Regions from separate parts of the Mus musculus genome. Here regions 1, 2, 3, 5 and 6 are each linked to region 4. A link is a contact called in public Micro-C and promoter capture Hi-C data. All regions are on one chromosome and are shown on one strand. Each heading gives the region's core, a stretch centred on a gene start, on an enhancer-like site or on the middle of the called end of the contact. The rest is flanking DNA. Distances are from core to core; before and after follow the strand shown.

Evidence for each region. Promoter capture Hi-C pulls out the DNA fragments that hold promoters and counts their contacts. A called contact is a pair of places that touch in the nucleus more often than the background predicts.
Region 1: a contact with region 4 is called in a Micro-C map of embryonic stem cells, with 7 times the contacts expected there. The contact joins the promoter of Aak1 here to the promoter of Aplf in region 4. A contact is called at or near these places in 6 of 39 promoter capture datasets (the C10 cell line, embryonic stem cells, fetal liver and 2 more), 1 of 484 Hi-C or Micro-C datasets (embryonic stem cells), 1 of 115 datasets of contacts at active chromatin or transcription factors (pancreatic cancer cells) and 1 of 9 other capture datasets (adipose tissue).
Region 2: a contact with region 4 is called in a promoter capture Hi-C map of pre-B cells, with 3 times the contacts expected there. The contact joins the enhancer-like site here to the promoter of Aplf in region 4. A contact is called at or near these places in 3 of 39 promoter capture datasets (the HPC-7 cell line, hippocampal neurons and pre-B cells), 1 of 484 Hi-C or Micro-C datasets (CD4 T cells), 1 of 115 datasets of contacts at active chromatin or transcription factors (large pre-B cells) and 3 of 9 other capture datasets (embryonic stem cells, liver and macrophages).
Region 3: a promoter capture Hi-C map of cranial neural crest shows a contact between it and region 4. The contact joins the promoter of Ruvbl1 here to the promoter of Aplf in region 4. A contact is called at or near these places in 3 of 39 promoter capture datasets (cranial neural crest, liver and pre-B cells).
Region 5: a promoter capture Hi-C map of neutrophils shows a contact between it and region 4, with 2.6 times the contacts expected there. The contact joins the promoter of Eefsec here to the promoter of Aplf in region 4. A contact is called at or near these places in 5 of 39 promoter capture datasets (hematopoietic stem and progenitor cells, liver, neutrophils and 1 more) and 1 of 115 datasets of contacts at active chromatin or transcription factors (pancreatic cancer cells).
Region 6: a promoter capture Hi-C map of the HPC-7 cell line shows a contact between it and region 4, with 3 times the contacts expected there. The contact joins the enhancer-like site here to the promoter of Aplf in region 4. A contact is called at or near these places in 10 of 39 promoter capture datasets (the 3T3-L1 cell line, 3T3-L1-derived adipocytes, the C10 cell line and 6 more), 2 of 484 Hi-C or Micro-C datasets (the G1E-ER4 cell line and cerebellum), 1 of 115 datasets of contacts at active chromatin or transcription factors (fibro-adipogenic progenitors) and 1 of 9 other capture datasets (macrophages).

Annotation. Positions count from the first base shown.
Region 1 is chr6:86,847,393-86,850,843 of GRCm38.p6, reverse strand. It overlaps Aak1 (AP2 associated kinase 1), which reads right to left and starts at 1,339. Exons shown (of 16, transcript NM_001378654.1): 1 at 629-1,339. The coding sequence starts at 791. 2610306M01Rik (RIKEN cDNA 2610306M01 gene) reads left to right here and starts at 1,404. Exons shown (of 1, transcript NR_028298.1): 1 at 1,404-2,437.
Region 2 is chr6:87,151,546-87,155,054 of GRCm38.p6, reverse strand. The region is part of intron 17 of Antxr1 (anthrax toxin receptor 1); the gene reads left to right. Among named protein-coding and RNA genes, the nearest start is that of D6Ertd527e, 49 kb to the right of the region's middle. Within about 2 kb of position 2,009, at least 167 of the 459 cell types and tissues checked have an H3K27ac peak or open chromatin away from gene starts, as enhancers often do. A contact at or near this core is called in the HPC-7 cell line and pre-B cells, where this site is marked.
Region 3 is chr6:88,464,141-88,467,593 of GRCm38.p6, reverse strand. Ruvbl1 (RuvB-like protein 1) reads right to left here and starts at 2,185. Exons shown (of 11, transcript NM_019685.3): 1 at 1,926-2,185; 2 at 1-28. The coding sequence starts at 2,066.
Region 4 is chr6:87,670,446-87,673,845 of GRCm38.p6, reverse strand. Aplf (aprataxin and PNKP like factor) reads left to right here and starts at 1,685. Exons shown (of 10, transcript NM_001372332.1): 1 at 1,685-1,986. The coding sequence starts at 1,891. It also overlaps E230015B07Rik.
Region 5 is chr6:88,445,273-88,448,627 of GRCm38.p6, reverse strand. Eefsec (eukaryotic elongation factor, selenocysteine-tRNA-specific) reads left to right here and starts at 2,089. Exons shown (of 7, transcript NM_023060.3): 1 at 2,089-2,422. The coding sequence starts at 2,149.
Region 6 is chr6:87,074,600-87,078,022 of GRCm38.p6, reverse strand. Gfpt1 (glutamine fructose-6-phosphate transaminase 1) reads right to left here. Exons shown (of 19, transcript NM_013528.3): 13 at 1,646-1,766; 14 at 783-940. Among named protein-coding and RNA genes, the nearest start is that of D6Ertd527e, 28 kb to the left of the region's middle. Within about 2 kb of position 1,707, at least 76 of the 459 cell types and tissues checked have an H3K27ac peak or open chromatin away from gene starts, as enhancers often do. A contact at or near this core is called in the G1E-ER4 cell line and the HPC-7 cell line, where this site is marked.

The sequences.
Region 1 (3,451 bases), core at 90-2,589, 820 kb after region 4:
CAATCCTAAGTCATTCTTAATAGAAACTAAAAGGAGAAAAGAGGCCTAGGCGTCTGAGTTCAAAACCATCTCATTCGCTTATGATTTTATCTTAGCCACATCCTGGGGACCTCACTGCAGTTGGGTAAAGAAACAAACCTAACCAAAACACCAAAAAATGCATTCCTGTCCCCAGAGAAATCCTCTTTGGCTACCTACTTAAAGAAATAGGAAAGTTAGGTGGGAGAAGCCCCCCTCTCCTTTAAGATCTCTCCCCATCCCCACCCTTCAGCCTCCGCATCAGAATTTAAAGTTTCAGGGAAATGGCAAGACCACCACCCTGCATTTCACTTATACTTCACACATAGGATCCGAATAATTCGGTCAAAGGAAGAGATTTCTCCACGCGCTCCCCCCACCCACCCAAATGAAAGGCCACTGAGGTAAACTATTTGGGCAATACTGCCCCCCCAAGCCCTGTCAATTCCCAGTCTGAGTTTTAATTCTCTCAAGGACAATGACTCGCAAGGAAAGTGCAGAGGGGGAAGGGAGGGTCAGTTGGTCAAAACCCATTCATACAACTAGAAACCAGAGTCTTGCCACATCAGCACACGAGATTAATTCACCGCGCACTGGCTTCCCAACATACCTTCCGCCAACACCTCGTCCACGGTGACCTGCTGCCTCCCGATGCCGAAGACCCTTCCGATGTAACCACTGCCCAGGCCTGAGCTGCTGCCCCCTCCTCCGCTGGAGCCTGAACCCAGGCCAGAGCTCCCCTGCTCCCGCCTGGAGTCGAAAAACTTCTTCATCTTTCCAATATGAAATGCCAAGGCAAAATGCCGATGGTTTCTAGGTTCGTATTTGTTGTAAAGAAAAGAGATCTAAGGATTTCTTCTCCGGTTTCAGCCCTGAGCAGAGCCCCGGGAATCCGGCCGTGGGGTGGGGGCTGAGGGACGGCGCCTGCAGGAATAGACTGTCAATCGCGCGGCGGGTCCCCTCCTCCTCGGGGAGCGATCGTTTAAGTTTAAACCTGCGATGACAGAGGCAGAGAGAGGATGAATCAGTAACACACTCCAGAGCCTAACTGCCGGGTCCTAGGGAAAGCACAGGCCGTCATCCAGAGGAAACGCTGCGTGCATTTTCTTCGGGAAAGCCCTGGAAACGCACCGGACCCCTGCCCGGACCCCCGCCCCGGGCCCCGGACACCCACTAGCGGCCGCTCGGCGGCGAGCCCAGCTACCAGCCCCGCGACATGGCCACGGCCGCCGGCCTGCGACACGAAGGAGGCGGCGCTGCCGCAGAGCCGGGGCCGCTTCGGCGCCCGCCCGCCCGCCAGCTGATCCCCGAGCGCCGCGCTGAGGCCGCCCCTCCCCCGCGCGCGCGCCCGTCGGCTCCGACCACCCACCCGGAAGTGACCTGCCACCGGAAGTGCTTCTCAGGGCCGCACAGCCCCTTCTCAGGGGCCGTCTCAGGTGCACCAGCTATAGCTACAGAGCGAAAGAAACCGATGGCAAGAAGGGAACCAGAGCAGTGGAACTCGGGACAGAGACACTTGGAAGAGAGCGTTGCCGTAGTCCTGCCGCTGAGCACCCTGGGAAGAGTAGTTCGGGGTAATCTGGCATCTGGACTACAATTCCCAAGATGCCCCGGGAGCGAGCGCACCTTCGGACGCCGTCTCCAGGGACTGGAGATGATAGTGGAGTGGTGCAGAAGTGAGGCTTCGGGTATTTAAGTACATCTGCTAAAGTCACCAGAGACTAGTTTTCCAGCTGCACGTCCCACTCTCTGTAGCCATTTTATCTATGGCTTGGCCTCATGGACAGAGGCACTCTGGGAATTGTGGTTTCACAGGAGTCCGGACTGACACCTGAAGGACGCGGTTTAGCTGCCTCGCCCCAGTTGGGTTTGGGAGTTCCCCGACGTCATGGGAGCGGAGGTACTGAAGGCTTGGGGGCTGGGGAGAAGTGGGTATGATGCCAGCAGGGAGCCGAGCGGAATCTCGGTGCTGAAGGAAACAAAGCAGGTGTCTTCCGGTCCCCGACCACGATGAGAACTGAGAAGCCTGAGGGTCGAAGAAGGAACTGCGGGAGATCCAGTACACGGAGCATCTAGGGACCAGGCTACATCCATCCTTGGGCTCCACCCCAAACCATGGCCCTCTGCCGACCCAGATTTGCCTGGTCCTTACCAGATATATTCACGCCTTTAAAGGGAACTTTAGACACACCTACTGCTTTCTCTTCAGAATCTTTCGCAAGAAGATGCTGTGTTTACTAAGGATCGCTTGGGTGCGGATAGAGTACAGGGCTGTGTGATTGGCACCTGTCAAATGCTAAGGATTTGGAAAGGAATTGAGATCTCTCCTCCTAGATTGCTTCACAGAAGATGTTGTTGTCGTGCCAAATCCCTGCCTCCCCTGCCCTCTCCCCCAAGAAATACATGGTTTTTTCTCTTTTTTGAGTATAGGTTATTTTTCCACCAGCTCCCCACACTTCTTAAAGATGCAACTACCCTCTTGCAGTTCATCCCAGAATTTCTACTTCAGGCACTTGAGGAAGATCTAGAAGGGGGCCCCCAGGAAATAAAAAAAGATGGGTCTTGCTGGGCAGTGGTGGCTCACGTCTTTAATCCCAGCACTTGGGAGGCAGAAGCAGGCAGATTTCTGATTTCGAGGACAACCTGGGTTACAGAATGAGTTCCAGGGCAGCCAGGGCTATGCAGAGAAACCCTGTCTTGAAAAATAGAACAAAAAAAGATGGCTCTTGGTTAATCTGAATATTGAGTCCGGCTGTGCTGGCGGTGGCTATTGCGGTTTCTTATTTCATGTGGTACCATAGTCATATAACTCTCCGGAGAGAGATAGCATCTTAACTTCCGGAGAGAGCCAGTATTGCCACCTCAGTTCACACAATCCTACAGCCACCTTAAGGGTGAGACTCAGCACCTGCGGAACATCTTCCTAACTCAGCCCAGGGTGTGTTCTCCTCGCCTTCCTTAAAAGGCTTGATTTCTGTTACAGAAGCTTAGTGTGTGTCTTAAAATAGATGGGAAATCTTAGTGGGCTTACAGCCCCTCATCTTTCTCAGCACCATTAATTTTGACCGACCTTTAAAGAGTCTGTTAGTCTGTCCATCGAGCCCTGGTGCCTTATCGGGTTTTAATTTTCTCCACTCTCCTGGTACAGACCAGGTTTGCTCAAATCTCAAGCCTCACTTCAGACAGTCAAGGTTTTCCAGAAGGAGTAAGGCAGCCTACTCCCACTGAGTAACATGCTTTTAGTAGGCACTCAGCCTGAGTGAAAGACCACTGTTTAACAGAAGGGGACTGCAGCAATCATTCCTATACATTGATTGACTGGTGTGTATGCGCGAGTGGGGTGGGGGTGGGGGGATGAAAATGGCTGTCATACTTTGTAACTTGCCTGGCCTGGAACTCTCTTTGTAAATCAGGCTGCCTCAAACTCATAGGA
Region 2 (3,509 bases), core at 760-3,259, 520 kb after region 4:
TGGGTTCCTCTGAGGAATGTGCTGCTCCCCTGCCTGCACCCCTCCACACACCCCTCCATCGTTCCTCTGTTGTTTGGGTCTCCTGCCTACAAATTTACCAGCCTGGAGAGCCACAAGTTCTGCCCTATGCCACTTTACTATTACACAGACAGAGGTGACAGCAGCACTACACAGGGGAGACACCATAACAATTCAAGATCTCCATTAGGCTGATCCAAAGAGGCAGTCACTGACCAAACTGATTTAGACAGGGGCCACAGACTAGTAAACATCACAGTGAACACGGTGACACAGAAAAAAAAAAGCTTTAATATTTAAGAGTTTCCTAAAGTGAAAAATGTCTAACATTTTCATTACACATTGCATTCTTACAATCAAAATAACCAAGCTGAAATGATGAGTAAAAATCATCTAAAAATCCGTGGCTTCACCTATGAGGAAGGGGCTGAAGATCTTCGATGAGTTGTTTAGCCTGAGAGCAGGCAGGTGTACTCAGACTCATAGCTGCTGCTATTGAGGGAGCAAAACCCATACTCTGTGCCCCTGTGAGCTTAGACCCTGACACATGAACACTGAGTGTCCTCGCTTCCACCTTGTCCCATCCACAGTCACTGTGGCTGCTGTCCGCTTTGACAGAGCGGCCAGGTCTTTGTCTCTGTGTAGCAATGAAGGTGATGAGGTCAGGCTACTGTGTCAGCCATCTTTCACAGATGGTCTGTGTCAGTACAGTCAGGTTATCTCTGGCAGTAGCAAGCCAAAAGTAAGTACAACTAATATCCTAAAATAAACTAGGATCTCCTCAGAAGGTACACTGTTCAATGCCTGCAGTCTTTCAAGATTGCCCCTTTATTCCCATAAAAAATATCACCCTTGGGCATAGTAGGTAAAGTACTTGCCCTGGTCTGATTTCCAGAACATGGGTGTTTGTTGATTTGTTTACCAGGCATGGCAGTGTGCACCCAGAACCCCAGCTCTGGGGATGTGGAAACAGGCAGATCCCTGAGGCCACCTGGAGAGCCAACCCCGCTGAGTCAGCAAACTCCAGGTTCAGTGAGAAGCCCTGTCTCAAAAGTCAAGGTAGAGAACAACTGAGGAAGTCACTTGGGACTGACCACGGCCTCTGTGCACACACAGAGATTGCTGAATCCCATCTGGACTCAGGTTGTGCCTAATAAAGAAGCAGCAGTCATACGACTCTCCCTCCCTTGAGAGCTGTACCCTGAAACCGCAAACCTGGCTTGTTCTGCATCCAAGTGCCCACTGCCCCACCATCAGCTCAGGTGCTCTACACAGGCAAGCGGGACTATGGGATGTGCTGGACAGCTGTGGGGCAATGCTCAGACTCATGCAACACCTAGCTCCGATCCCACACAGCTGCTGTCTCAATTCCCCAAAACATATGCCTGGGGCTGCTGGCACCTTTAAAAACATCACTTTTCCAGGCCAGGAAGATGGCTCAGACCATGTGAGAACCACCCAACCAGCCCTCCGTGCTCTCTATACCTTCATCTCTTTGCCTGTCCCGTCCTCAAATCCCTTTCCACAGACGTTTACCAACACTGGATGTGACGGCCCTCAAAGCCCATGGCACAGCTTTAAAAAGTATAGATAAGTACTCTGATAATCCTTCACTCCTCAGTGGCCATATCTAGGGACTTCCCCTTGCTAACGTGCCGGCATCTTAAGAACATCTCAGTATGAGAACCTAAAGGACTCCTCAATTTTTAACTGTGAAACTTGGGAGTAGTCTGAACACGCCATCTGTGTAGGGCCCAGAACAGGGTGTCAGATCTCAAGACAAGATGTCTGAGGGTCCCCCACACCCACAACCGTGTCTGCTTTCATCGTCGTGACAAACACTTCAGAAAGCTACCTTAAAAGAGGAAGTTCGCTATGGCTCACCCTTTCAGAAGTTTCAGCCTCAGTTTGGCTGGTCCCACTGCCTGGGTAGAATACTGCGAGCACGTGACAGAGAAGGCTGCACTCCTCATAAACAGTGAGATAGGAAGAGACAGGACGGAGGTGGGGCGTGAGCTGAGCAGAGGCACACAGAGGTGACGTTAAACCCCAGGTCCCTCTGCAGCGCCACGGCCTCCTTCCTCAGCTCCCCAGTCAGCCTACTAACGGAACACGGGGAGGTGCCTGGTACTGTTCCAGAAGCTTCTTCCAGACCATATACTACAACAAAGTGCTGAGCTTTGAAAGAGGGGGGCACTAGAAAACACAAAGGCACCAGGTGGAAATGGCTGCAGCCACAAGAAGACAAGGCTTCTGGGCCCAGGGCCATCACTTCTCACAGCTGCGTTCCTCTGCCTCCTACCCAGCCACATCTGTCAGCCACATCTGTCAGCCTCGGGAACCTCTTCCTTAGTTAAATGGGAGGGGTCAGCGACCACAGCCTCAGAGGGGACACTGAGCCAAACCGCTGCCGTTCACAGCGGGGTCCTCCAGGGCTGAGCAACCTGGGTCTTAGTAAGCATGAGGTCACCTTTCCTCTCCCAGGAGTCTCAGGGTTATTTGAGTTCATGACTGAATTCACTCCAGGGCTGGTCTCCGAGAAAGGCCCTATGAGGCCCAGCTCTATCGCTAGCCATTGTGAGTCAGAGACCCGTGGAAGGCCGATCACTTGAAGGCTGCGGAGTTGACCATCAAGGCAGGAGTACACACAGGCCACTCTTGTCCCACAGCTCTCCTCAGTTCATTGGAAGAGGAAAGTGTGGGAGTCACAGCAGTGAGCAGAAAACATGGGAAAGCAGAGAAGTGAGTAGAGTAGCCAGAGCCTGGTTAGGCACCCAAAATGGCGTTTGCCCTGCTGGTAAGGCATTGTACAATCAGGAGGGACCAGGCGATGCCACCCATTTAGGCACATTCATTTAAAGTATCCCGTCTCAAAATTGTGTTCAGGCCTCCAGTAGGCTCCAGTGTCCTTCCTTATTATGAAACCAGGTACAGCTGAGCCTGAGGTGAGCCTGGGTCAGAATACAGACCAGCGGCATTTCTTTGATGCAGGAGACACCAGCCGAGATTCTTCCTAAGTCCAGTCCTTAGGAACAAATAGGCTTTGTTAGGGCTGGGCACCCAGCTCAGCAGCAGCAGCAGCCTCGCCCAACATGCCCATGGCTTCAGCTCCACTACCCACCCACTGCCACCCAGGTTGTTTTTAATTTAGGAATTATCAAGACTATTTATACCCTACCCTCTCTAATAGGTTTAAGGCAGGTCTTTCTTTTAAAGATTCTTTCTGAAATCTAACTAGGAGTGTTATGAGTGATTTCTCCCCAGATCATACAGAACATCAGCCTGGCCCAGCCCGCGTATCTTAGAGCTGATGAGGTCTCTCCTGAACCACAGAAATGAGGCTGGTCGGTACCAGGGCACTGCAGGCCTGGCTGTACAGGGTTTCATAATGAGGAAGGATATTGGAGCCTAGTGGAGGCCTGAAAACAATTTTGAGGTTGGATCACTTAAATTAATGCTCCTAAATGAATCCCAGATTCTCGGGGCTATAA
Region 3 (3,453 bases), core at 936-3,435, 790 kb before region 4:
TGATTAATTCTACAATGACGCCACATGCCTGCACAAAACAGAAAGAAACAGTCAGTCTTAAATGCATAATGGTGGAACCAGCTCAGGGCTTGGTCCACACAGCTCGCACACTCTTTTGACACGAGACAGCTGTGATACCAGTGCTGTGCTGTGGAGTGGAGCGGTGGAGGTGAGGTAGCAAAGCCACGTGCTCCAGCTCACACCGTATAGTTGCTGCCACGAAGAGAGAAGGGTAATGAGACGCTGAGTGGCTACCGAGGGCTGGGGGTGGGGTGGGGGTGGAGGGGGACTTTCTCATACATTGTATGTAACATTTGAAGCCCTGGGCAGAAGTCTACATTTCAGCCGGGCAGTAGTGACACATGCCTTTAATCCCAGCACTTGGGAGGCAGCAGCAGGCAGATTTCTGAGTTTGAGGCCAGCCTGGTCTACAGAGTAAGTTCTAGGACAGCCAGGGCTATACAGGGAATCCCTGTCTTGAAAAAAAAAGAAAAAGAAAAAGAAATCTACATTTCAGACAAAAATTGCAAACTCAAAATAACCAAAGCATAAGTTTGGTATGTCTAAGCGACAACATGCTGCAGCAGCCAAAGTATAGTGAACAGAATGGAAAAGGGGAGGTTGAGGCAAGCAGGGACCAGCACAGACCTAGTACTTAACAGAGTCTGCAGGGCTGTGCATTCCAGGCCAGTTTGACTACAGCAACATTATCTAAACAAAAAGGGTATGTATGCTATGAATCCACCCAATAAAAGAATTGGCAAGGGCTGGTGAGATGGTTCAGTGGGTGAAAAGCACTTGTAGTGTAAACCTGAGGACCTGAGTTCAATCCCTGGATCCCACAGTGGAAGGAAAGAACCTCTGACCTCTACCAGAGCACCATGGCAGTCACATGACTGCACTGCATTTGCGCACATTTTGTCAAACAGGAAAAGAAACAAAGAAATATCAGCTAAGGAAGCCAGGTGTAATGGCCCACACCTTTAATCTTAGCACTCAGGAGGCAGAGGCAGTCGGATCCCTGTGAACTCAAGGCCAGTCTGGTCTACAGAGTCCCAGGACAGCCAGAGCTACATAGTGAGACTGTCGTGAAAACAAACAAAAATAAATACCGGCTAACATTCAAAGAATAGGAAGGATAAGATATGGAGTACCAGAGGCTGCTGGTGTGGGTGCAGATGCAGGTCTAGAGCAGCCTCTGAAGTCACATACACAGAAATGTCACATGGACAGAAATGAAATAAGAAACAATAGACTCAAAGCTGCCTGGCCAATAGAAAGCATTAAACTGCTACTACCTGCTTGCAAGAAAAGATGCAAGCATGCTAGGGTCAAACATTTCCCTTTTTGGATAGATGATGCTCTTTGCTGCTGGCACTTTCTGTGTGCAAGAGGCTGAGAAAGCAGTCTTCACCACATGTAAAAAAGCAAGTTTTTGTAGACACTGAACCTCTGCAGAGTTCAGAGTGGAGGAGGCTGAAGAAATGGGAAGAATACTGATTTGATGGGGGTTAGGGGGAGGGAGATACCAGCCTCATTACTGCTAAACTGGCAGGTGGTTAAGCGGCCTAACCCACCTTTAACTTCTTCATGTGCAAAACAGAACCGATAGAAAGACCTGGCATGACTTTAGGAAGACTGACCTGGAAAAGCTGGAGTGCTTGGATGGGGAATAGATCAGACAGTCCTCACCGCTCCACTTAACAGATCAGCTCCCAGGCCCAAAGAACCCATATCAACTCTGAAAACGTAGTCAATTCTATACTTAACCGCACAGCCTTCCACTGCGTTTCCGGTGAGGTCTAATTTGCGTGCCGTGACCCGCAAAGGATGCAGCCTTTGCTCGCTAGTGTGATCCTTACTTCTTAGATCTTAGTGGATCCTGGTCCCGCCGCCCACACCTCGCGCACAAGCCCCACGCCCACCTCTCTCGCGTTCTCCTGGCCCACGAGACCCGAAGCCGCCTGCTTGGCTAGGCCGCTCTCGTCCAGCCCCAGACCCTTCACGTGGCTGTGGGAGGCGATGCGCTGCGTCTTCGTGGTGCTCTTCACCTCCTCAATCTTCATTTTGCCGAGTGTCTAGGAACACAACCTGCGTGGAGTGGTAGGAACTACCGCACGCCAGGCGCCTGGGTTACCACGCGGCCGTTACTAGGCCGCTCTCCTGGACCCGCCCCTATCAATATGTCATTGGGGGAGGCGAGAAGGCTTCGCTTTCTATTGGCTAAAAGCTACGCTGGTCACGGCTGCTGAGTTTCGCCCAGTAACTTCCGTCTGTGTCACAGGATAAGTTCCCCCAGGGCAAACATTTCCTGCCCTGGCCACATTTGACTGAGAACTGCTTAAGTACTTAAGCACTATTAATGTGAATGACAGGTTTTTAATTATAAATGCCTCTTTTAATGCCTATTTTTTTTCTTTAGAATAACATATTTGTGCCAGGGTGAGTTAACTTCTTCACTGACAGATGTTAAATCTTTTCCAGGTGCTTGGATGTCCTGAGAGAATCATCAGCAAAGCAGCTGCCCAAACTTCTCCAGTGCTCACCGAATTATTTAGACACCCAGAGAATGCCCCACTGCTCCCATTTTTTTTTTTCCAGAATACACTAGATCCTGAAGGCACTATTCCAGCCAAAACTTTTCAAACACTTCATGCCATAATTCTGGTCATCATATGCCCAATAAGAACCTTAAAGAAACTCGGCGGTGGTGGCGCACGCCTTTAATCCCAGCACTCGGGAGGCAGAGGCAGGCAGATTTCTGAGTTCGAGGCCAGCCTGGTCTACAGAGTGAGTTCCAGGACAGCCAGGGCTATACAGAGAAACCCTGTCTCGGAAAAAAAAAAAAAAAAACAAACAAACAAACAAACAAAAAAAAAAAAAAACCCTTAAAGGAAAAAAAGGAAGGAAGGAAAAGAGAAGATGTGTTTGTGTAGCCTTGCCTGGCCTAAAACTCCAGGGCCCCCACCTGTCTCTGCCTCCTGAGTTGCTGGCATTAAAGGTGCTACCACCATACTCTGACCAGATATTTTCATCAGTCTGGAGTGGGTGCAAGTCTCCAGGTAGGTGAACAAAAGCTGCCTGTGAATGGTGAAACTATGGTCCTTCATTTGAATAATCAACGGCTCTGATATTGGTGCAAATATGGTAGTTTGTTTTCACAATCCACCTTGCCATAGTCCAAATTTAATGCTTCATTTTCAAGAAGGGCTATACTAAGGACGGCAAACACTCTTGCTTACTCTCTCAACATTCTGGCTCTCTAAGCAGGTGTCCCTCACTTTTTTTTTCTCGAGACAGTGTTTCTCTGTATAGCCCTGGGTGTCCTGGAACTCACTCTGTAGACCAGACTGGCCTCAAACTCAGAAATCCACCTGCCTCTGCCTCCTGTGTCCCTCACTTTCCTCACTTTTAAGTCAGCCAGGAGACACCTTCCTGTGCTGTGCAATGTGT
Region 4 (3,400 bases), core at 436-2,935:
TTAGTGTCCTAGTTAGACTTTTTGTCAGTGTAACACAAGCCAGGGTCATCGAGGAAGAGGGAATTTCAATGGAGACAATAGGCAGGTCTTCGGGCTACTTTCTTGATTACTGATTGCTGTGGGATTGGCGTCACCCCTGGGCAACTGGTCATTGGTTGCATAAGAAAGCAGATTTAGCAAGCCTTGAGGAATAAGCCAGAAAGCAACATCTTTCACAGCCTCTGCATCGGTTCCTGCCTCCATGTTCCTGCCTGGAGTTCTTGGCCTGACTTCCCTTCTGCCCCCCAAGTTAATTTTGGTTTTCTGGTTCTGTATAGATTTCATTGGAGTTTTGATTAGGAAGAGGGACAAAGAGCTCCAAGGTCCCCAAGTTCATCTTCAGCCTCCTAAAGTAAGGCTAAGGTTTAAGTAGGGGGCCAGCATTTGAATATCTGAGCCATCTCCAGTTGCAAGGTGTGGCCCTGCCCATTACTGCTGAGGTTCTAGTGCTTCAGCAAGGCATTCTGACAAATTGACGGGACTGTGAAATCTCTCCGGGGGAAAGTCTCTCGTCTTGATGGGTCTGCCTTTTGACTTTTTAATCCAGCATGAGATTACTAAGGAAAATTCCAGTCTCTTAAGGCCCACTGTTCTGAGAGCCAAAATGAGGGTCACAGTGACTCTTTAGAATAACTCCATTTCCCCTAGGCTTGTGACAAGGTGGCCTCTTGGGGAAGAGAAGACCTTGTGCCTCCTGGAGGCATTAGGGGATAAGACTCCAACTCCATGACCTTCTGCAGAGTCCTGTAGTACAGGCTTTAATATGGAAGAGAAAGCCCTCCAGACACAGGCCTAGCTGAGGCTGTCCTCAGCCACAAGAAAGGAAAAGATCTTAAGAGAGCAGTGCCAAACTCTGGGCCAGGCTTCCTCCAAAGAGAAAGTTCCCTCTAGCTGGGAGCCCTGAGCTTAGCAACTGGCTTCTCCATAGAAAAGACCACCTTTCCCCTCCATCCCGTCCCTGTAGGTTTGCCCCCCACCCTCGGACCCTAGGTTTGCTTCCCCCAGTCCAGGCCTCCACCAAAGAGAAAGACAGGCCTGCTACAGATCCCAGCCAGAGAATATGCCTCTTTTATAGAGAAGGAAGATTCTCCGGCCCCGTGGGCCAAGTGTCTGAGCCAGGCCTTTGAAAATAGAAGCTCCACTGGCTGCAGATCCATCCCCAAATGAGTATGGGGCGCCTGCACAGGAAAGTTAATGACCCTCTTGAGGCTGAACCCTAAAAATCTAAGTCCAGACATACTTCTTGGAGTAGGGAAGACAGTCCTGCCACGGAGGCCTTATTCTAGCCGAAGCTGTCTCCTTATGGAAGAGAAGGGGAAGAAGCAGATACACACATCATACTCCATTGGGAAAAGAACATCCCCCTGTTGAAGTCACAGGGCCACGGGCCAGCACTGTGGTTCATTTAAAAACTCAGGCCAACCCTCTCCTAAGGCCTTGACGTCAGCACTACTCTAGCCCCACCCCTGCCCAAGCACGAATCAACCTAGGCGCAGAGATGCGCGTATTGCCTTCTGGGATTGGTAGTTTTTCCATGCAGTCTGTACTCCGGAAAGGAGCCGAAGGGAGGTGTCAGGAACTACAAGACCCAGCGTTCCATGAGTCCTGTGAGAGGAAGTGCTGGAAGATTGTGGGTGTGCGTTCCAGTTTTTAAGCTGTAGTTTGGCGGTCTGTTGACAGGTATTCCCTGCACGAATCACAGGCTCTCAAGGAGTGGGGATTCCGGAAAGGGAAGAAGCACACTCACCAGGAAAGGAGCCTCGGGTTTCACACCCCTTCGGGCCATGCCCAGCGTGCCTGAGGGAGGTGGCTACGAGGTATCTCCTGGCGAAGGAACCTTCTCTTACCGCCATGCCTTCGGACTTCTTTCTGCAGCCTCTGGACGGCGGTCCCCGCGTGCCCGTGGGGCCGGGGCAGACTGTGATAGGCCGCGGGCCGCTGCTGGGAGTAAGTGTGGGAGGTAGTGTGGGCGTGGGCAGCCAGAGCTTGCTCAGCCGAGGCTGTCTCTTGTCTCCTGAGCTTGGGAACTCCGCGTCTTGGCTCTGCTTGTCAAGATTTTATAGGTTTGGGGCAGTAGGTTTTCAAACAACGTTAGTCAAGTCCCAGACATTTCTTTTTGGTGCCTGTATGGTTCGAGTATGGACCGAGTTAACATCATTAGCCTATCCAGCTGGCAAACGAGGGCCAAATCCAAGTTGAGCTAAGTTCGGGTTGTAAGATGTAAAATGTAAACAGACCAACTAAACAAAACCGCTGCTAGTATTTAAAGACGTATAGTACTCTAAAGGTTAATGTGTTGCATGTTGACCTACAAAGCTTACAATATTTACGGTACTGTATGAGCCATAACAGGGAAGGTTAATCACCTCCCTTAAGCTAACTTCTTTTATCTCCTTGCCTTCTCTGCTGGGCTGGTGGGCCTTACCAATAATAGCAGTATCCCTTTTGGTAGTATCAGTAGCTGTCTTTAAGTTGTCTGGGTAGTGAACCAGTCATTGTTCTAAAGAGATGACTTTAATTTACTACTTCCAAAACTTTTTGAGTTAGGTGCTTTTTATTAGCCTTGTTCAAATGAGAAAGTTGGAGTATAAACTGGTCATTTAAAGGTGATACATGTACAAATGGCCACTATGCTATATATTCTTTACCCTCTTTGGGAGGAGTAGGAACCAAACCGTTTGCAGTTTGCACTATGAAATTATATTTGGTGGTATTAAACCATTTAGCATTGCCACAAGACCTATCATTTACAAAGGCCACTCTAGAGAACCTGGCGGTCGAGTTGAAATATCACAAGGGAGAGATGGGCTAGCCATTAAGAGCCTGGAATTTATTACAGAGGACTGGCTTCCCAGCACTTATGTCAGGCAATTCACAAATGCTTGTAATTCTGCCTCTCTGGGCAATGTACACACATGCATATCCTAACATACAGGTATACATATATAGTAAAAAATAAAATTTTAAAAATTCACAAAAAATTGTTTTTAAAAATCTCTGCCATTATTTTCCACCTGAGTGGTATTTTCTGTGTTCTTACTGCCCTGTTTCTTGGTTTCTTTTCTCTTTGTTTTTCCCCATTATCATAAGAGTTTTGTGCTCCAACATAGATTGTTGGATTGGTGTTTATGTTTTTATGAGCATGGTAGTTTTGTAGTTTCCGTTTCCGGGTTGTGCTTTAGATTTTGATATGTTTTGCTCTAGCTGTTGATTCTTGGAGGGTGTGTTGATATGTTAGAATTTAGGTTATCTTAAATATAGTTGCCTTTAAAGAGAGGGTCTCACAACATAGCCTGAGCACCCCTTGAACTTGCAGTTTTCCTGCCTCACTTCCAAGAGCTGGGGTTACAAGCATGTATGT
Region 5 (3,355 bases), core at 840-3,339, 770 kb before region 4:
AACCTTTGGAGAATGCAATTCAGTCCACAGCAGGGACTCAGAGTGTAGAGTCTTGATCTGTGGAGCCTTTGGGGCTACTTCCTGCCAGCATGCATTCCTGGCTCATCCCAGAGGCAAACTGCCCAGTAGGAGTCAGTGAGCTTTAAGCTTGGAAACTGCCGCCATCTTCATGAGACCATCTGTGCCAAAGTTCCAGAGTTCATCATGGTCAGGCCTGTGGACCGATGACATTCCCTCCTAGGAGGAAGACCTCAGCTGGGTCACTGGATCCTCACCTGAGTGTCTGGCCCCTCCTCCTAGCCATGGTATTCAATCCAGCCCTAATTGTACGTTGGCCTCAGGACGTCAGGGAGGAGGTAGAGTATATAGGTTAGTGTAGATTAGGAGGAAGAAAGAGGGGAAGCCATAGTTTATGCTATGAGAAAACTTTCCAGTGCAGCTGCTCTGTGGTCGTCAACACTCCTTACCTCTCACCCATGTTTATAAGTAAGCCGGATAAACTCAATCCTAAGAAGAATTGTTGTCGTACTGCCTTTTTGGTTTGTCCTTGGAACCTTAGGAAGAGTGGGTAGATGTCATTTGCTACTCCCCTCAGGAGGGAATTTTTTATCAACAAAGGCTAAAATATTTGTCAGCACTCTGAAGTCAGGCTTTATGTTAGGCTGCATCATTGTGATGAAACAGCTACACAGACAAAGAGAGAAAGAGACTTTAGTTTGACTTCATGGTTTTAGAGATTTCAGTGCATGGTCTCTTGGGCTTGATCCCCCTAGCCTGTGGCAGCACAGCAGTATATTGTCCTGGTGACAGCAGAACGGAGCAGCCTGACTGAACTACTCATTTCATGGTGGACAGGAAGCGACTACTGCCTTCTGCTAAGCTTCATCTCATAAGACAGACCACCAGCTGGGGCCCAAGCATTTAGCACACAAGCCCGTGTAAACCAATTCACTTGCAAACCGCAACCCCTCCTGCCCTAGAAAAAGGAAGGCTGGGAATGTTGGGCCAGCAAGCCCCACCCCCTTTACATGAGAGCAGTGCCATTCAGCTCTCCAGTGCCATTCCTCCCCTGTGAGGCCCCAAGTCCCTTCTTTTCCTAGGCTTTTATCCTTTGCCAGAGCAACCACTTAGGCTTGTGACCTCTTTCATGGTTCTAGGCACCTTTCAATGCCTGAAGGGGGTTACAGAGGCTGGTTGGTATAGCACTCACGACACATTCAAGTTCATACACAACAGTTAAGTTGCAGCTCCTCATGGCAGCCTAGACTTCAAAGTGAGGTTTTTGTCCCGTCCCCACCCCCACCTCCCCTCCCCTGAATCAACGAGGACCTCTTCCTCTTTTCACAGTGCTTCCAGGTTTCTGATGGTCAATTCTCAGTCTGCACTGGACGTCTAGTGACAGTCCTTGAGGGTATCTTCCTCACTAGGCTCCCCGCCTTCCCATCTCTGTCCTTTCCAGATAGTCTGGCTTGGCAACTGGTCTTGGGTTTTACTTACTCCTGTTTTCACAGCAAATAATGTCGATCACCACATCCCAGTAAAGTGTATACAGTCTGCACTTAATAAAGGCTGACAGCCGGGCGGTGGTGGCGCACTTGGGAGGCAGAGACAGGCGGATTTCTGAGTTCAAGGCCAGCCTGGTCTACAAAGTGAGTTCCAGGACAGCCAAGACTATACAGAGAAACCCTGTCTTGAAAAAAACAAAAAACAAACAAACAAACAAACAAAAAAATAAAGGCTGACAGAAATGAATGGACGGATGGATGAGTGTGTATGGAGGGATAGAGGAAGGGATGTGTGGATGGACTGGGTGAGTGGAATGATGAAAGGAGGGAGGGAAGGAAGAATGGATGGATAGATGGTGAGATGGATGGATGGATGCATGGATGGATGAATGGATGGAAGGAGGAATCCCTAATCTCAGACTGGCGAGACTTTGTGGCGTGGGGAGCCGGATGACAGCAAACCCAGGTAGCAGGCCGGCTCTTGTCCCGCCCTGTGTGCGCTCTGCCATAGGGCTGTGGGCGCCCGAGGGCGGAAGCTTCCGTGCCGGAACCGGTGCGCTCAGCGCGGGTTGCGGGGGGGTGCGGCTTAGCAGGCGGACCGCGGGGCTGGCGCTCAGGCGACGGCGTGAGAGGCAGCGGCGGGATGGCCGGCCGGCGGGTAAATGTGAATGTGGGCGTGCTGGGTCACATCGACAGTGGCAAAACAGCGCTGGCGCGCGCGCTGAGCACCACGGCCTCCACTGCTGCCTTCGACAAGCAGCCGCAGAGCCGCGAGCGCGGCATAACGCTCGACCTGGGCTTCTCCTGTTTTGTCGTGCCGCTGCCGGGGGCAGAACCCGGTTCTAGCGACACGCTGCTGCAGGTCACACTGGTCGACTGCCCCGGGCACGCCTCCCTCATCCGGACCATCATTGGCGGTGAGCGCGGGCCGGGGCGGGAGCCGGGCTCGGGGTCCGAGCTCGCGGGATGGATGGCGGCCTGACAGCCTAGGCCTGGCCACCAGCCCGGAAGGCTTGTGGTCTCGAACTCACAGCCCGCAGACGCGGACACAGTTCTCACCTTCACTGCCGTGCACCGAGATGCTTTCCTAGAAAAATGATCCAAAGAAACAAACCCTGCAAAAAGGGTGTATACAAGTTTCAAAAAAAAAAAAAAAAAAAGTCACCACGTACCTGTCCTTTGGTCTCCTGGTTCTCTGTCCCAAACACTGCTCTCAGTTTCCTGTGTGTATGGATGGTTTCAGGAAACATACACAGAAACGCAGACAAGGTGCAGAAATGAAAGATCCTGTTTTTTTCCTTCTGTTGTACTACTTGTGGTCGGTTGGGGTAGTGGGTAGAGCCTAGTGCCTTGATAAGAGGCAAGTGCTCTAGGCTCTCTCAGGATCTCATCCCCCAGTCCCCTTTATACACAAACCATCACTGTCTGGAGACTATATCTACACATAAAGTTCCTTTGTACTTTTATACCAACATTTTCTTGACTGACCCTCGTGACTTTCCCAGAGTTGGCTGCTATTCATAATGCAGTGAATAACTCTAGCCCAGAAGGTTTTGGGATGTGCACTAGTGTAACAGGATAAGTTATGTGTGAACTAGCTAAGGCAAAGGGCCTGCGTGTTTTCAGTCATGATGGGCACTGCTAAAATCTGCTTCTAGGATCTGTACCACTTAATTAGTCTTTAATTACAGGCCACTTAGGAATAGGCCATTATAAATAAAAGGTCTTGTAACCTCCCTTCCTTGCTCAGCGTGACCCCTCCCATTCGTCTACAGGAAACTGTTGCTATGTCTTTTTAAATTCCTTTTGCAAACCCATTTAACTACACTTAAATCTAAGAACAGAACCCC
Region 6 (3,423 bases), core at 458-2,957, 600 kb after region 4:
AAATATCTTATTAGAGAATCAACAAAAAATGTTAAGCTTAAGCAGAAAAAAAACTAAACTTTCAAAATTATAAAAAGCAACATATTTGTGGAGAGTAATCTTTTATATCAATACAGCTTGCAAAGAGTTGGATATTTCTTACATTTATTCATATCTCAACTTCAAAGAGCAAAGCAGACTTATACACCTTTAAAACAAAAGTATTTTTAAGCTTCTACAGATGCACTATCTAAACAGAAACAGATGTATAAGTTTTAATGCTGGCCTGGAGAGATGGCTCAGCACTGGTTACTCTTACAGAGGTCCTGAGGTCAATTCCCAGCAACCACATGGTGGCTCACAACCATCTGTAATGTGATCTTATGCCCTCTTCTGCTGTGTCTGAGGACAGTGAAGGTGTATTCATATACATAAATAAGTTTTATTTATTTGACTGTGTGGGGAAGGGAGAGACGGGCATTGTGAGTAAGCATGCATGTATCCACACATGAGCTGTGAGTGCACACACATGTATGCACACATTAACTGTGAGTGCACATACATGTATCCGTGCAGATGCACAGGAGAGCAGGCCATCGGGTGTCCTGCTCTATCAATCTCTGTCGTGTTCCCTAAGACACAGTCACTCACTGAACCTGGAGCTAAGTTGATGACTAACAAGCCCCAGGGATTCCTCCTGCTCTCCTCCCTAAGAGAAGAGAGTACAGTAACTGCCCCACAGATCAGAGTCTCTTACCAACAGTATGGTTAAGTAACTTCCATGGAAGAAACCAAAAATTTACCTTTGTACTGGCCACGCCAATCTCAGGACCAGCATTAATATGAACCCCGCAATCTGTCTCCCTTGATATAGAACTGCCGACTGTATTTGTGATCCCCACAGTTAAGGCTCCTCTCTCCTTACAGTAACGAAGTCCCATCAGGGTGTCAGCTGTCTCGCCTGTGTAAAATGGACAACAGTAACAGAGAGCAGTTTCAGAGGATGCAGTTTCATACACGAAAAACCAACCGACTGCCATGCTTTTAATACTATCACTTGTTTTAAATAAAGCATAAGGCATGCTCTTATTAAACTTATAAGACATAGCCAGGCATGGGGCACACACCTTAAATCCTAGGGCTTGGGTTGAAGAGGCAGGCATATCACTGAGTTGGAAGCCAGCCTGGTCTACCTAGCTAAGTTCAGGCCAGCCAAGGCTACATAGTGATACCCTGTCTCAAACAACAACAAAACCTAGGATTTCTAGGATCAGTTTTTGTTTCTTATCTGAAAATTAAACTCTATAAGCTATATGTAAAAAAAGATGTTCATTTTTACTAAGTCTTAAAGAATGTATTAGTACAAGCGAAGACAATCGGTATTTACCAGGCCATCTGAAATGCCAGTTTAAGTGTCAGGGTTTTTTGGGTTTTTTGGTTTTTTTTTGTTTTGTTTTTTTCAAGACAGGGTTTCTCTGTGTAGTCCTGGCTGTCCTGGAACTCACTCTGTAGACCAGGCTGGCCTCAAACTCAGAAATCTGCCTGCCTGGGATTAAAGGTGTGAGCCACCACACCCTGCTAAGTGTCAGTTTAAAAGATAGGGTTGGCTTATTAGGAAACTTGACTTAAAATAACTTTTTCCCCTTCAAGTTTAAAATGAACACACCTGATTGACTAATGAAAAAGCAAACATCATCTCGAAAGACTGGAGTGTTTCTATCCAAGAAGTCACTGGCAAGCTCCACCATCACGGGCAGCTCGGTCAGCTCCTCCAGGACCTGACGGGTCTACAGGGAAAAGAACACACTCTGCCTTAGGACATCCTTTTTCACTGAACTTCTTTGGTCTCCACTTTTCTAATTACAAAGTGAGCACACAGACGAGAGGGTAGCTCCGTGGTGAGCACTGGCCTAGCTCACTTAAGGCCCTAGGCCCCACCACAGCACTGCCACAGAAAAACAAGGCATACATTTGGAAACCACTAAGAAACACAAATTAAAGAAAAAAATTAATGCATTCACCACCCTACTACTAAGAGATACGCACTGCTAACTTTCAGTGCAACTCTTTGAGAAAAACTACCAATGTGGATGCTCTATTTTGTTTAACACTAGACTGATCTGGAACTCAGTACAGAGCCAGCTGACCTCAGATCTGCAGTAAGTGCCTGTCCCAGCCTCCTGAGTGCTGGGATTGCAGGTGTCAGCCATAATTCTAAGCTCTATGAAAACATGCTTATAAGCAAATATATCCACAAATATGAAACATTTGAGCAGAAAAAGCACTGTTCTGAGTCAACTTGTGTATCACTAATTCTCTAATTCTAAACATATAAAATTAAAGTTAAATTGTAATAATGTACATACTCAGTGAAATTTAAAAATGTACTATATGTATAAATAATACTATTTCAAAAATGTGAATACATTTAAGAAGTTCTGTTTAGGGCAGCTCCTTGTTGTCAACTTTGGAGCAATGGAGCATGGTGTGAAAGAGGAAGCAACACGCTTGTGTTCAAAGGGAATTCCCAAGCCTTTTACTAAGTCGCATTCTCACTAAGTTCCTTTTATTCTAAAGGTCAGAAAATTACAAACAACAGAAAGCAAACCTTCAGGCACCAGTCTTTTTTCAGCCCTACAGATGTACAGGCACATGGTGGAACTTTAGTGCTGATAACAGACATTTTCTTCCTGTCAGCAGCAGCCTTTCACCTGTTCCTCAGGCCAGCCAGCCCTGCCCTGCCTGTCACTAGCCCCCTCCTTTATAGCACATTCCTCCTCTACAGCAACAAAACCACAAAGGCTGGAGCAAGAGAGCAGCTGCAGAGGACTGAGTTTGTCTCCCAACACCTGTGACTGAGGGCTCACAACCATGCATTCTCCAGCTCCAAGGAACCCTACACGCTCACACACACACACACACACACACACACACACACACACACACACACACACACACACAGCAAAAGAGAGTTAAGAGTGGGAGGGAAGAAAGAGAGAGAGAGAGAAAGGGGGAACACACACACACACACAGCAAAAGAGAGTTAAGAGTGGGAGGGAAGAAAGAGAGAGAGAGAAAGGGGGAAATTTAAACCAAAAACCCCTGCAAAGTTGTCTGTATTCCACAGCTCTTACACTTTTGCTTGCCCACAAACAGAATTGTTCTTCTGTGTTTGGTCCCACAATGATTCTAGTTTAGTAGTTTTTAAGCAATATGACAGCAACATAAATGCCAAGTATTTGAAAATTAAATGTTCCAATTTTTAATTACTTTTCTGTTGGTCTAATTTATTTGTAACTATTTCTAAGTCAGTTACTGACACTAGCAAGCTAGATGTCTTCCTTCAAATAAATGAAAATAAAAAAATTTCCCCCTAGATTACAAATGCATTATATTGGCATTTATCTTCAAACAAACAAACCTAACAACCTACCAGATATTTAA